Regions from separate parts of the Rattus norvegicus genome. Here region 1 is linked to region 2. Evidence: chromatin contacts called from public Hi-C data. All regions are on one chromosome and are shown on one strand. The core of a region is the stretch at or near the end of the contact, and the rest is flanking DNA. Distances in the headings are between cores, read along the strand shown. Region 1 overlaps Fgf1 (fibroblast growth factor 1). Region 2 has its middle 66 kb from the start of Ndfip1.

Region 1 (6,007 bases), core at 1,818-4,317, 370 kb before region 2:
CTGACACTCACGCCCTACCCTGCCACTTTCTAACCAGACAACTAATGTTCTCTCGGTTTTGTATGAAGTGCTCTGGGAGAAAAGCTTCAAGCTGTCCAGCTGATGAGTCTTCTAATTCCCCAGATGCCTAGTTTGAGGCAGTCTTTTAATCTCATTGAGACTCAATTTCCTCCCCCCTTGGAATTCGAGTGTTAGCCTCACTCTGTGGCCCTCACAGTACCAATCAGCCTGCCACAGAGGGCATCGGGGCATAGGTTCTCTCCCTGAGTGTGGATCTGTCGCCCTCTTCTGCCTAGCATTGGCACTGCTGTTCGGGACCTCAGGCGTACAAGAACCAGAGTCAGCTTTGGGCAGTTTGGAGTGGAACCCCAGGAAAGCCATGATCCACCACTGCCAAATGGGAGTTCTGTTCTTTAATGGTTTGTCTGGGTTTAATGAAAAGCTGTGGAAACAGGCAGAGCCATCCTCCAAAGCTTCCTGAAGGAAGAGCGCCCCTAAAAGCCAGTCAGATACTTAGGTAAATTATAAACCCCACAAAATACAACTTGCTTTTGGAGCCCTGCAAAACAAAACAAAACAAAACAAAACAAAACAAAACAAAACAAAACAAAAATTAATTCCTTTTACGGTGTCTATTTGTCCTCAATGAGTTGACCTGCTGTGAGCAAAGTAAGGAGATTATCCAAATTTGTCTGGCTTACCCTTGGGAGAGACAGTTCCCAGGTACCTTGTCCGTGGTATCAACCTCTGGAGGATGCTGTACACTGACTATCCTAAAATAGACCTAAGCGAAATGTCTCAATCAGATTCCTGTAGAGAGGTGGGGTCTGAGCTCGTGACTTCACCAAGGCTTGGGACACAGCGGCAGGCAATTATCCACACACGATACAATGCTAGGTACCCACTGCCACAGAATCCCTGACAGAGATGGGTGCACAGCGGTGGCTGCCGATTCTGGAATCCGTGGAGATGCAGTTCATGAAAAGGCTGCTTTTGACAGCAGAATGCTGCTCCCGAGAGATAAGTAGCTAAGTGTCCACTTTTGACACAGAGTGTGTGAGAGATGCCATAGACCAGGGTGTCTCTCCTTGTAGCTACACTTCTGCATTTACTCGTCCAGTTATTTACTGGGCGTCTCTCCTGCAGGGCCGCCTGAGTACAAGGACTCTGGCTCTTAATGCTCCACACTGCAGCTTTTGTGTCCAGCGTACCGACTGTCCCTTGGTTCAGTGCCCGGTGAGCATTGAATTTGATGAGCCACCGACTTGCATTGTTGGCAGAGAAATTTAAACCCAACAATATCTCAAGAAATGCCAGTCAAGCACTGACACACGCTAGGCCCTGCACAGGTCATTCCTAGCTAACAACAGCCCTCCGGGGTTGCTAGTCACCATTGTGCTGAAAACCCAAAAGCTAACAGGATGTGACCAGCCCCTCACAGGGACAGCATGTGGAAATTATTTCTCTGTCCTAATACTAACCTGCTCTTCCTGAGGATCCCACCACCCTGGTACTAACATTTTCACCCCACAAACTAATTACATTGGTGCACTTATCCTAGCGCGTGGTACAGACAAGCAAGGACAGGTTGATGTCTTCTGACTGTGTTTACCAGAGCTGGGCCACCTTGTGGCAGTTAGTTTTCCTCTCGGTGCCTCAGTTTCCTTGTCTTGAAGACAGGCATGCTAACAGTTATCTATGTCCCTGGAAAGTAGGGATGTGAGATGTGATGTTTCTGAGGGTGTCCAGCACACTGTTGGGCCCCTAAATGTTCAAAACGGTGACATTCCCCATGGTTGTCACTGTCTTCCTAAGACTGATAGCTGGCCATGAAATTAAATGTTAAGCTTGTTCACAGGATTTCCAGTGACTGTACACCCCAGCTTCTCTGGGACTGTGTCAGTTGGAACGCCTGCAACCTGCCGCAGAGCCACAGCCTGCCCATGCCATAGCCCATCAGGTTCTTCCCACTTGGCTTCCATGGCACAGAAGCCACCAATGTCAAGAGCTCTCTGCTTGTCTGCCAGAGTGTCCTCTCTGGCGAAGGCTTGCCAGGACTTACTCTTACTCAACAACTGGAACAGCAGCTGTACAGACAGCAAGGGCACACCACTCTTGAACATCCCTAAGCTCCAGCCTCCTCGTGGAGCCTACAGCCCTACAGCCTCCCCCAGCGCGTAGGAAAGAGACCGGGGGTAGGAGAGGGGGGATCCTCCACACTCTCGCCACACAGATGGAAATGTTCTTCAGCCGAGTGTGTGCCAATCAAATATTTATAAATCTAGCCACATCCTAAAGGCACCAGGGGAGTTTGCTGGTCCAAAGGATCTTACTGCATTGCCCTGGATACAAGCAGACCACACTCTAGTGAAATCCCTCCCTGCAGACTGTTTGGGGGGAGTCCAGACTTCCGTTGTCTGGTCTGATGGGAATCCACATTTAATGGCAAAGGCATCTTATTCCCCACCAGCTTGGCCTCCGAGTCAGAGCAGCCTTCCAAATAACCACATTGGGGAGGTCTGGGCCCTGATGCTGTAGCCAGAGAGAGGGGCGGGCCTACAGGAAGGAATGTCCCCCCAACAGGGTACACCAGCCTGCCACATGTGGTACATCAGCCTCCCAGGTCCCTGAGTCTAACCCAAGACCCCTTATTTGATTACAGGGGAATTCTTCTAGAGAAGCTACATTATACATATGAATGAACACACACGCAAATGTGTTAGTCAATCTCTGGGCTAAATAAAAAAATTCACTGACTTTTTTCCAGATGTTAAAAGACAAGACACCTTCACAAATGTTAGCACAAACTCTTTTCCATATGTATGTACACACACACACACACACACACACACACACACACACACACACACACACTGAAAACCACTGGAATTTTCCCCCCTCCAGTCCATTTTTCCTCTTGTCTGTCTTTTAATGTTTTGCAAAGCCTGGCTTGTGGTTACACTTTAATTATAAACTCCACTGACATAAAACAACCTGGCTGAGTTCTGAATGAGGCTGACCTCACTCTGAGTAAACACAACCAAGGACGGGAAGTCTCCAACCCAGAATAAACTGGGCACGTAATCTCTGTGGCCTCTCCCCAGGCAGGAGGCAGAAAGGGCAGGCCATGCCACACAGGAGTGAGGCCCTCCTTTCTGGCTTCCAAGATACCAGCTGTCGCCTTAGCAGTAAAGATCCCTAGCGCAGGACAGGAGTAGATAGGGGTGTGGCCCCTGAGCTCACCACTCTTGGCACTAGCTACCTTGGATTCTTTTCCCTTCTTTCTGCTCTTAGAAAGTAAGGGATCATGTACCTCTCTATGAACAAGCTTTGGTTACGGCTGCGTGGAAGCTAATGGTCACATACAAGAAAACGGACGCAGCTATGCCTTAGATATACAGCACTAGGACCCAGGTGGAGGCTAGTGGAGCCTCTGGAAAGCGCTGGGCTCCTCTTCAGAAGGAGCTGTAAGTACCCAGAGACCACAGGGTGTTGAACACTGAGTGTAAAACAGGAGTGCAAGCCACCAAGGTGATCTCGTACATTTCAGGCTGATACTTATGTTTTGTATTCTCAAACCAACACCTTTCAACATCTATGCTTAGCACAAACCAGGTCCTAGGTTCAATGCCCAGCACCAAAAACCAAAACCAGAATCAAAACAAAACACCTAAAGGTACAAGCCTGCATCTCCTCAGGAAACATAGGGCCACAGATCCACCAAACACTTGGAGACCGCACTTCATGGTTGCCATAACAGTACTTGGGAGACTGAGGCAGGAGAATCACTGCAACTGCCAGATTCAGCCTGGGCTACAGAGTAACACGTTGATAGTTTAAAAAAAAAAAATCTACCACATAAGCCTTTTCCAACTCTCTTCAAATCAATTTTTATAAGGCTCTGAATTTCTGAAGAAATTTCCTATTGACCACTAGGTTGTCTTTAGAAAGCTGTTTCCTGTTCTGCTAAATCAAGATTTGCCATCTCCATCTTGGAACTGAGCTAAAGGAAGTACTCAGTTAGCTGTGCACTTTGTTTTTCAATAATAAGCACCTTGAAATGGCCAGGCCTGCTGCCTTTCCTGCGTACACCCAGCAGGTCTCTCCCCAGTGAGGACACCATTCACCTGGTGGCGGGTGTTGACCACAGAGAATGTAGGCTCCTGTGACTCCCCATCTCATCCGCATCCCACCCCTGGTACTTCTGGGTCCTAAGGGTGCTTGTATCTTATGGATTCCCTGTACTCAAGCCTGAGATGGGTCACAGATCACTTCAGACATCACCAGGAGCAAGAATTGAGTCTTTGGGCCAGCAAGGTAGCTTGGTAGGTAAAGTACTTGCTTGCAAGTCTAAAACCTGAATGTGGTTTGGTTTGGTTTTGTTTTGTTTTGTTTTGTTTTGTTTTGTTTTGAATAGAATCTGCGTAAAGCTTTTGGAAAGAGAGAACTGACTCCAGAAAGTTGTCTTCTGACTTCTACACTTAAGTCACAGCATGCACACCCCCTTCAATACACACTTCATACACACACAATAAAGGACAAAGGAAGCTGGAGAGATGGCTCAGTGGTTAAGAGCACTGGCTGCTCTTCCAGAGGACCTGAGTTCAATTCCCAGCAACCACATGGTGGCTCACAACTACGCCCCCTTCTGGTGTGTCTCAAGACAGAGACAGCAACGGTGTACAGTGTACTCACCTAAAATAAAATCTTTGTTCAAAGAAAAGGGCAAAAGGTAGGAAGGAAGAAAGGAAGGAAGGAAGGAGGGAGGGAGGGAGGGAGGGAAGGAAAGAAGAAAGAAAGAAAGGAGGGAAGGAAGGAAGGAAGAAAGAAAGAAAGAAAGAAAGAAAGAAAGAAAGAAAGAAAGAAAGAAAGAAAGAAAGGAAGAAAGAGTGAATCTTTGATAGCTCTGGGAGTCTGTCCATTCACTAAAAACAGACCTTTAAAACATTTCCACCCCTGAGAGGCAGAACAATTGTGGGAGACAGTGAATCTTTGATAAATAGCTCATGTGTATGCAGTCACAACACAAAAACATGCACTAGATACAGACCAAAGACCAGCAAATGCAATCAACCCAGGACCCAGAGGTGGCTGCAAAACTAATTTTATAGAACTAGAGGGAACATGGGGATGAATAAGACACACGCATACACACACACACACACACACACACACACACACACACACACACACACACATATACACACGCACATCCCTGCTATGGATCCCCAGTCTCCTGTCCACCTTTTCAGCCTTTCCGGGGCAGTTGTAGACACACCCAGCTGGCATCTGGTGAATTTTACACTTTGCAGTAGTTCATGCTTCTTAGGAAATTGTCGTCAGGGATTTCTTATTTCCTCTCTTCACTGGACGTTATCTCCAGCTTCTCTCTACGACCACAAAGGTGGGAGAGATGGCAGAAGAGGGACAGAGTCACAGGGCTGGGGAGGGCCAGTGACATTAACTGTCCTTTGTACACGTGTATCTGCTCTTGTTATTAAGCTGCTGAGTCATGGGGTTTGTGTGTCTGTCTCCTGAGTCCTGTAAAGCAGGGAGTGTGCCTGGCACTGTGCACATGGGGGGGGTTGATCTTTGTCCCCATTCCGCTGCTCCAGGAGGAAGGGATGTGCTCTGTGGCCCGTCCCTGCAGCTTTCTGAGGTCACACTTCCTCCTCCCTTGATGGTCCCCAGCAGCCAGCAGCTGGGAGGGTGTGGGTCTGCAGGACTGGAATGGAGTTCCCTCCAAAGGGTTTGGATGCCCAGTCACCGAAGGGAGACCGTGGGCTGAGTGTATGCCTTCCTGCCAGCCCCGTTCACAGAAATGAATGTGCAGGAAACTCAGCCAGAAAGAAACCCAGTGAAAATGAGCTATGAAACTTGGACATCCTGGAGAAATAATATTTCTAGAGGAAACTCCTGAGCCGACTCTCTCCAGCAGACCATCCCTGGCTGAGGGCCGAGGTCATGTGGTAAGCAGGCCCCCAGCTCTTGTTTCTCGTTTTTCCTC
Region 2 (5,796 bases), core at 2,428-4,927:
AATGGTATTTACAGCCTTTGTATGTTGTGATACAGCACTGAAGCCACCGAGAAACTCACTCTTGCTTCTTAGACATGCACATGGAAATGCTCAGGGGAACTGCACACAGCTTGTAAGAGTTCTTTAAGAGTTTGGCCTTTGGGCTGGAGAGATGGCTCAGTGGTTGGGAGCAGTGACTGTTCTCCCAGAGGTCCTGAGTTCAAATCCCAGCAACCACATGGTGGCTCACAACCATCTGTAATGGGACCTGATGCCCTCTTCTGGTGTGTCTGAAGACAGCTACAGTGTACTCATATATAGTAAATAAATAATTTAAAAAAAAAAAAAAGAGTTTGGCCTTTTAAAATGGCTGGCAAACATGGCCAAAGGTGACTGATTCCAGTGGTGTCTGTACAAACGGAGTGTACAAATGTGCAAATGTGGTACCCAAGGCACCCAGGCAAAGCAACAGAACAGAGAAGAGTGGCTGGGCATGGTGTCACTCCCAAGTCATCCTGGCAACAGGTGGGAGAGTCAGGGTCCCCAGAACCCTCATAAAGCTGGTAGAAGAGAACTGGCTTCTAAAAATTGTCCTCTGAATTCCACACTCACACACACACACACACACACACACACACTCACACACACACACTAACACATACACACACTAACACACACGCACTCACACACACACGCACTCACACACACTCACACACATACACACTAACACACACACGCACTCACACTCACACTCACACACATATGCTCACACACTCACACTCACACACATACATACACACTCACACTCACACACATATGCTCACACACTCACACTCACACACATACACACACACTCACACTCACACACATATGCTCACACACTCACACTCACACACATACATACACACTCACACACTCACACTCACACACATATGCTCACACACTCACACACATACATACACACTCACACACTCACACTCACATTCACACACACACTCACACTCACACACACTCACACTCACACACACTCACACTCACACAGTATTTAATACATTAATTGAGAGAGAGAAAGAAAAAAGGCTTTAAAATTCTTCTTTAGAGGACTGGAGAGATGGCCAAGAGCACTTGCTGCTGCACAGCCACGGGACCTGAGTTCAAATCTCAACGCCCAGGTAGCAAGCTGGGAAGTAGTGTCTAGGGGGCTGTAGCTGCAGTTTGTCGGGAGTGGAGGCAGGGGGAATGATGTGACTTGCTAGCTGTCAGTCTAGCTGAAAAAAAAATACAAGCTTCAGGTTCAGGGAGAGACTTTGTTTCAAAGGAATAAAGCAAAAAGTAACACCCAATGCCCTCCTCTGGCCTGTGCTCCTGGGTCTGTCTATACACAGGGGCCCAAACACCATATACACACCAAAAATAAAAATTAAACTAATTAAACTAGGTGGGGAACAACTGGGAAAAGATGCCCAACATTTATTATTTATTTCTCTCTTACACACACACACACACACACACACACACACATACACACATACATACATGTGCACACATACATGTATATACACACAGATGTACATATACACACAAATACACATGTATACACACAAACACACACAGATGTACATATACACACATACATACACCCATATACACTCATACACATAACACACAAACACACATGCACATATGCACACATACACACATGTACACGCATAACACACAAACACACAGTGTACATATATACACATATACACAAACACACATATACATATATGTACATACACACATGTACACACACAAGCATACATATACATGTATATATGCAAACACAAACACACATGTAATATACACACATATGTATACACTCCTTGTGTATTAAATCTCAAGGACTGATCCCTTTCCTAGATTTCTGGGGTTTTTTTGTTTTTTTGTTTTTTTGTTTTTGGTTCTTTTTTTCGGAGCTGGGGACCGAACCCAGGGCCTTGTGCTTCCTAGGTAAGCGCTCTACCACTGAGCTAAATCCCCAGCCCCTAGATTTCTGTTTTTATGTACATACATGTGTCTGTGAGTATATATCACATTGTGTGGGTGCCTATGAAGCCAGAAGAGGGCAGTGGATTTGGTTCCCCTGGAGGGAGGTCCAGGCAGTTGTGAACCTAGGAGTGAGCTCTAAGAATCAAACTCAGGTCCTCTGGAAGAGCATTAAATGCTTTTAACACCCTCCTTTTCCTGGATCTCTACAGCATCTTGCAGAAAGGAGAAGGTGGGTTCTAAAAAAGTCCGAATGGATATAAGAACTCTGACCCCTCTAGCCTTAGTAGGCAAGCATTCTGTATTCTGAGCTCTTTCTAAAGTGAGGCCCTTCAGGTCCCTGGAAATCACACTGTTAACTCACTCTTAAGATTAGGGGAACTCCAAGAGGGTAAGTTATTGTCCAAAGGTGGCTCAGCTGATGGGTGGTGGCTTTTGGACAAGGCTCAGTGAAGACAGAACTTCAGTCCTTGAAAATGAAGTCCTTCTGCTTCTTGTCTTGAAAGGTCCTTAGAGCTTAAATCTTCAAAAGATCTATCATCCCCAATCCTGCCACAAGATTCAAGACTAGCTGGTCAGTTTCAAAGCACCGCTCATTGACTATAAACATTGAATCCTGTAAGGCTTGTTGGCAGCCAGAGAAGAAAACCACATATCTGGCTTAAAAGTGCTCACCTTCCTTTGTGAAAACAGGAAGACAGAGAGACACTCACTAGAGGTGACATTCTAGCTGGGGGCTGCAGTCACCCTGGCTTCTCCTCAACTGTAGGTACACTCGCTGCAAGACAGGGTTCTCTCTCTCTCTCTCTCTCTCTCTCTCTCTCTCTCTCTCTCTCTCTCTCTCTCCCCACCCCGCCCCCCTTCCCCTTCCCTCCCCACCACGCATTCAAGTAAGACTTGAAGATCCATCATGTGTGGTCCTGTTTCCCTCATTGTCCTTCGAATACCCCAATCACTCACTTGAGTGCTGTGGGTTGAATTGTGTTCTTCCCAAGTTCCTAAGTGAAAAGCTGTAGCCACCTGGTGTGACTGCATTTGGAGACAGCGCCTGTGAGAAGGGCATGGGATTAGTAGAGCACATCCTGAGTGACACCTTTATAAAAAAAGAGGCAGATCGCTCTTTGCCAGGCAAACAAGCAAGAAGGGAAGTCCTCGCCAAGAACCAGCCGAGCACCTTGAACGAACTTCCCAGCTTCCTGAGCTGTGAGAAAATTGCTTGTGTTGCTTAAGTCACGCTGGCGAGGTATGTTGCAACTGCCCGACCTGGTAATAAAACAGCGCAGGGCGGTCTAAAAGTTTGAAGAAACACTTTCCCATGCGAGCATGCTTGTGTTTCTGGCTACCTGCACATGCAGGCAGTAGGAGACTGGAGGCAGGTTCCCAAGGCAGTCTGCAGGGGTCCTCGCTGCTGAATGAGGGGTGAACCTGTCCTCCCAGTTTCTACAGTGGCAGGCCTTTCTCCTCCCCACGCCCCTGAACAAGCTATAGCCTCACCCTTGCCCCCATGCCCAAGTCTAGTCTAGGAGGTAAAGAAAAAATAAAGTAGCTGGCTAGGGAGGCGGAGGCAGAGGCGGGGAAGGCTGCTCGCCTTGTCGCTGTCCCAGAGCGAGCATGGGCCTGGCGGGAGTTGCTTTCCAACACGTCCCAACATGTGTTTCCAGTAACGCGGTTTGTGGCCGCTTTCTTGTTCTTATCGCTCCTCCTGTGACCTTTGCTGGTTACAGACTTACTGACTGGAGCCAGGTGGATTTGTTTGATTTCTGTTGATGTCATTAGGAAGAGGAAGTGCCTGAAGGGATTACCTCAGGTTTAAACCTATTTCCAGCAGAGTCCCGGGGCCTTTAATTACACAGCTTGGGTCTGTTTGGTAAAGAAGTGGTCAAAGATGTGCTTTTTATCTCCCTCGGGATCTCCTGCGACTGGCAGCATTCCACGTGTGCCTGGCGTGCCTGCGGACTCCAGCCCGGCTGGCAGGAAGGAGGGGGAGCAGCAGCGTTCAGAGCTGATGAGAGAAGCCTTTTGAAAAGCAGGACTGGGGAGTCCTTGACCAGACCAGGCCATTTTGGAGTGGGAAGAGTAGGAGACTAGGAACTGCGCTCATTGGTTGGGGGAAGGGTGGAGAGGGGGTGGGGATGGAGCTGGGGTTGGGGGATGATAGTGGTCAGCCTCCGCTGAATCACAAGGAGTATCACAGTCAGGAAGCTAAATGCCAGCCAGGTCCCTCCTAACCCACCTCTCTTCTTCTTCTTCTTTTTTTTTTTTTTTCCGGAGCTGGGGACCGAACCCAGGGCCTTGCGCTTGCTAGGCAAGCGCTCTACCACTGAGCTAAATCCCCAACCCTACCCACCTCTCTTCTTAATCGTCTCTTCATTCTTTGTAGATTTATTTCCTACCTCAGCACTGAAACAGTAACCCCAAGTCTTTTGGACGGGCAGTGGCTAACCCTAGGACAGACCAGGAGATGTGTGGCTGTGGAGTAGACAAATGGCAACTCCTGCTGTCAATATGGCTGGCCAGAGAGATCTGACTACCAGCTGGTCCTCAGAAAATCCTTCCTCCCCACTCTGATTTCTCCAGGTTTCAAGGGCCCTATTCCCCATACTGCATGTATGTTGTCCTTTATTCAGCTTGCCACATAAAGTCATTTAAGGCCCAAGACCCCAAAGCTTAACATGTAAAATGCAGCTTTATTTGAGGGTTGGGGTGGTGGCTTGTATCACTGTAACCATTTTGATGAGGAGCGTCGCCCACAAACTCATGTGTTTGACATTTGATCCCTAGCTGGTGGTCTCTTTGGGGAGGTTATACAATTTCTAGGACTTTAGTCTAACTTGCTGAAAGGGATGCTGGGAGTGGGTCTTGAAGGTAACATCAACTTCAGGTTCTGACCTGAGAGCTGTCCCAAGAGTCAGCTCCATGGCTGTCTCTGAAGATGCCCGCCCTGTCCCCGGGACTGTCACTGATCTGAAATCCATCTTCCCTCCTTTTTTTTTTTTTTTAAAGATTTGTTTATTTATTATATATAAGTACACTGTAGCTGTCTTCAGACACACCAGAAGAGGGCATCAGATCTCATTACAGATGGTTGTGAGCCACCATGTGGTTGCTGGGATTTGAACTCAGAACCTCTGGAAGAACAGTCAGTGCTCTTAACCGCTGAGCCATCTCTCCAGCCCTCCATCTTCCCTCCTTGATGTTGCTCCCTTCAGTTATTTTGTCACAGTGAAGAGAAGGTCATGGAGGGCCTTGGCACATTTTGCACTAACAGTGAAGGCAGGGAATTAGAAAGTACTCTCGCCCTGTTTGTATGAAAGACAGCTGGGCGGGTTAAACACGCACACAATTTCAGATAATAGGGCTCTAAGTTTCCACTTAGTTTTTGCCTTAGTTGGGATGGGACTACCTGGTAAGAATAGAAACAGGAACAGGTGAAATCTAGCCAGAAGTTCCCTTCATCCTAGGTGGGGACCCCCTTTGTCTGCATTCCACCCCTGGCAAGACTACTCTCCATTACTCCCAACCCCCAGGATCCAGCAATTTCCCTAGACTAGAGCACACAGCTAAAGCATAAAGAGTCGTTCTTGCCTGTTTCTGGAATTATTATTGTTATTACTATTGTTGTTTTTGGAATTATCATTTTCATTGCTACCAATAATAATGACAATTTTTGTCCTATTGCTTCATTAGAGTAATTTAAGCAGGTCCTTAGAGACACAGGCATAGTCTCCCTCAGAAGAGGTGCCTCTGTGGGGTCAGCCCAGTCACTGGTAAGGTTCTGAGCATCTCCAG

Evidence for each region. Hi-C and Micro-C count contacts between places; a contact is called where the count stands out from the background.
Region 1: a Hi-C map of liver shows a contact between it and region 2, with 2.1 times the contacts expected there. The contact joins two enhancer-like sites. A contact is called at or near these places in 3 of 12 Hi-C or Micro-C datasets (kidney, liver and psoas muscle).

The regions. Positions count from the first base shown.
Region 1 is chr18:30,948,076-30,954,082 of GRCr8, reverse strand. The region is part of intron 2 of Fgf1 (fibroblast growth factor 1); the gene reads left to right. It also overlaps a transcript of Arhgap26 not described here. Among named protein-coding and RNA genes, the nearest start is that of Fgf1, 10 kb to the left of the region's middle. Within about 2 kb of position 3,067, at least 23 of the 93 cell types and tissues checked have an H3K27ac peak or open chromatin away from gene starts, as enhancers often do. A contact at or near this core is called in liver, where this site is marked.
Region 2 is chr18:30,580,067-30,585,862 of GRCr8, reverse strand. No RefSeq gene overlaps it. Among named protein-coding and RNA genes, the nearest start is that of Ndfip1, 66 kb to the right of the region's middle. Within about 2 kb of position 3,677, at least 3 of the 93 cell types and tissues checked have an H3K27ac peak or open chromatin away from gene starts, as enhancers often do. A contact at or near this core is called in liver, where this site is marked.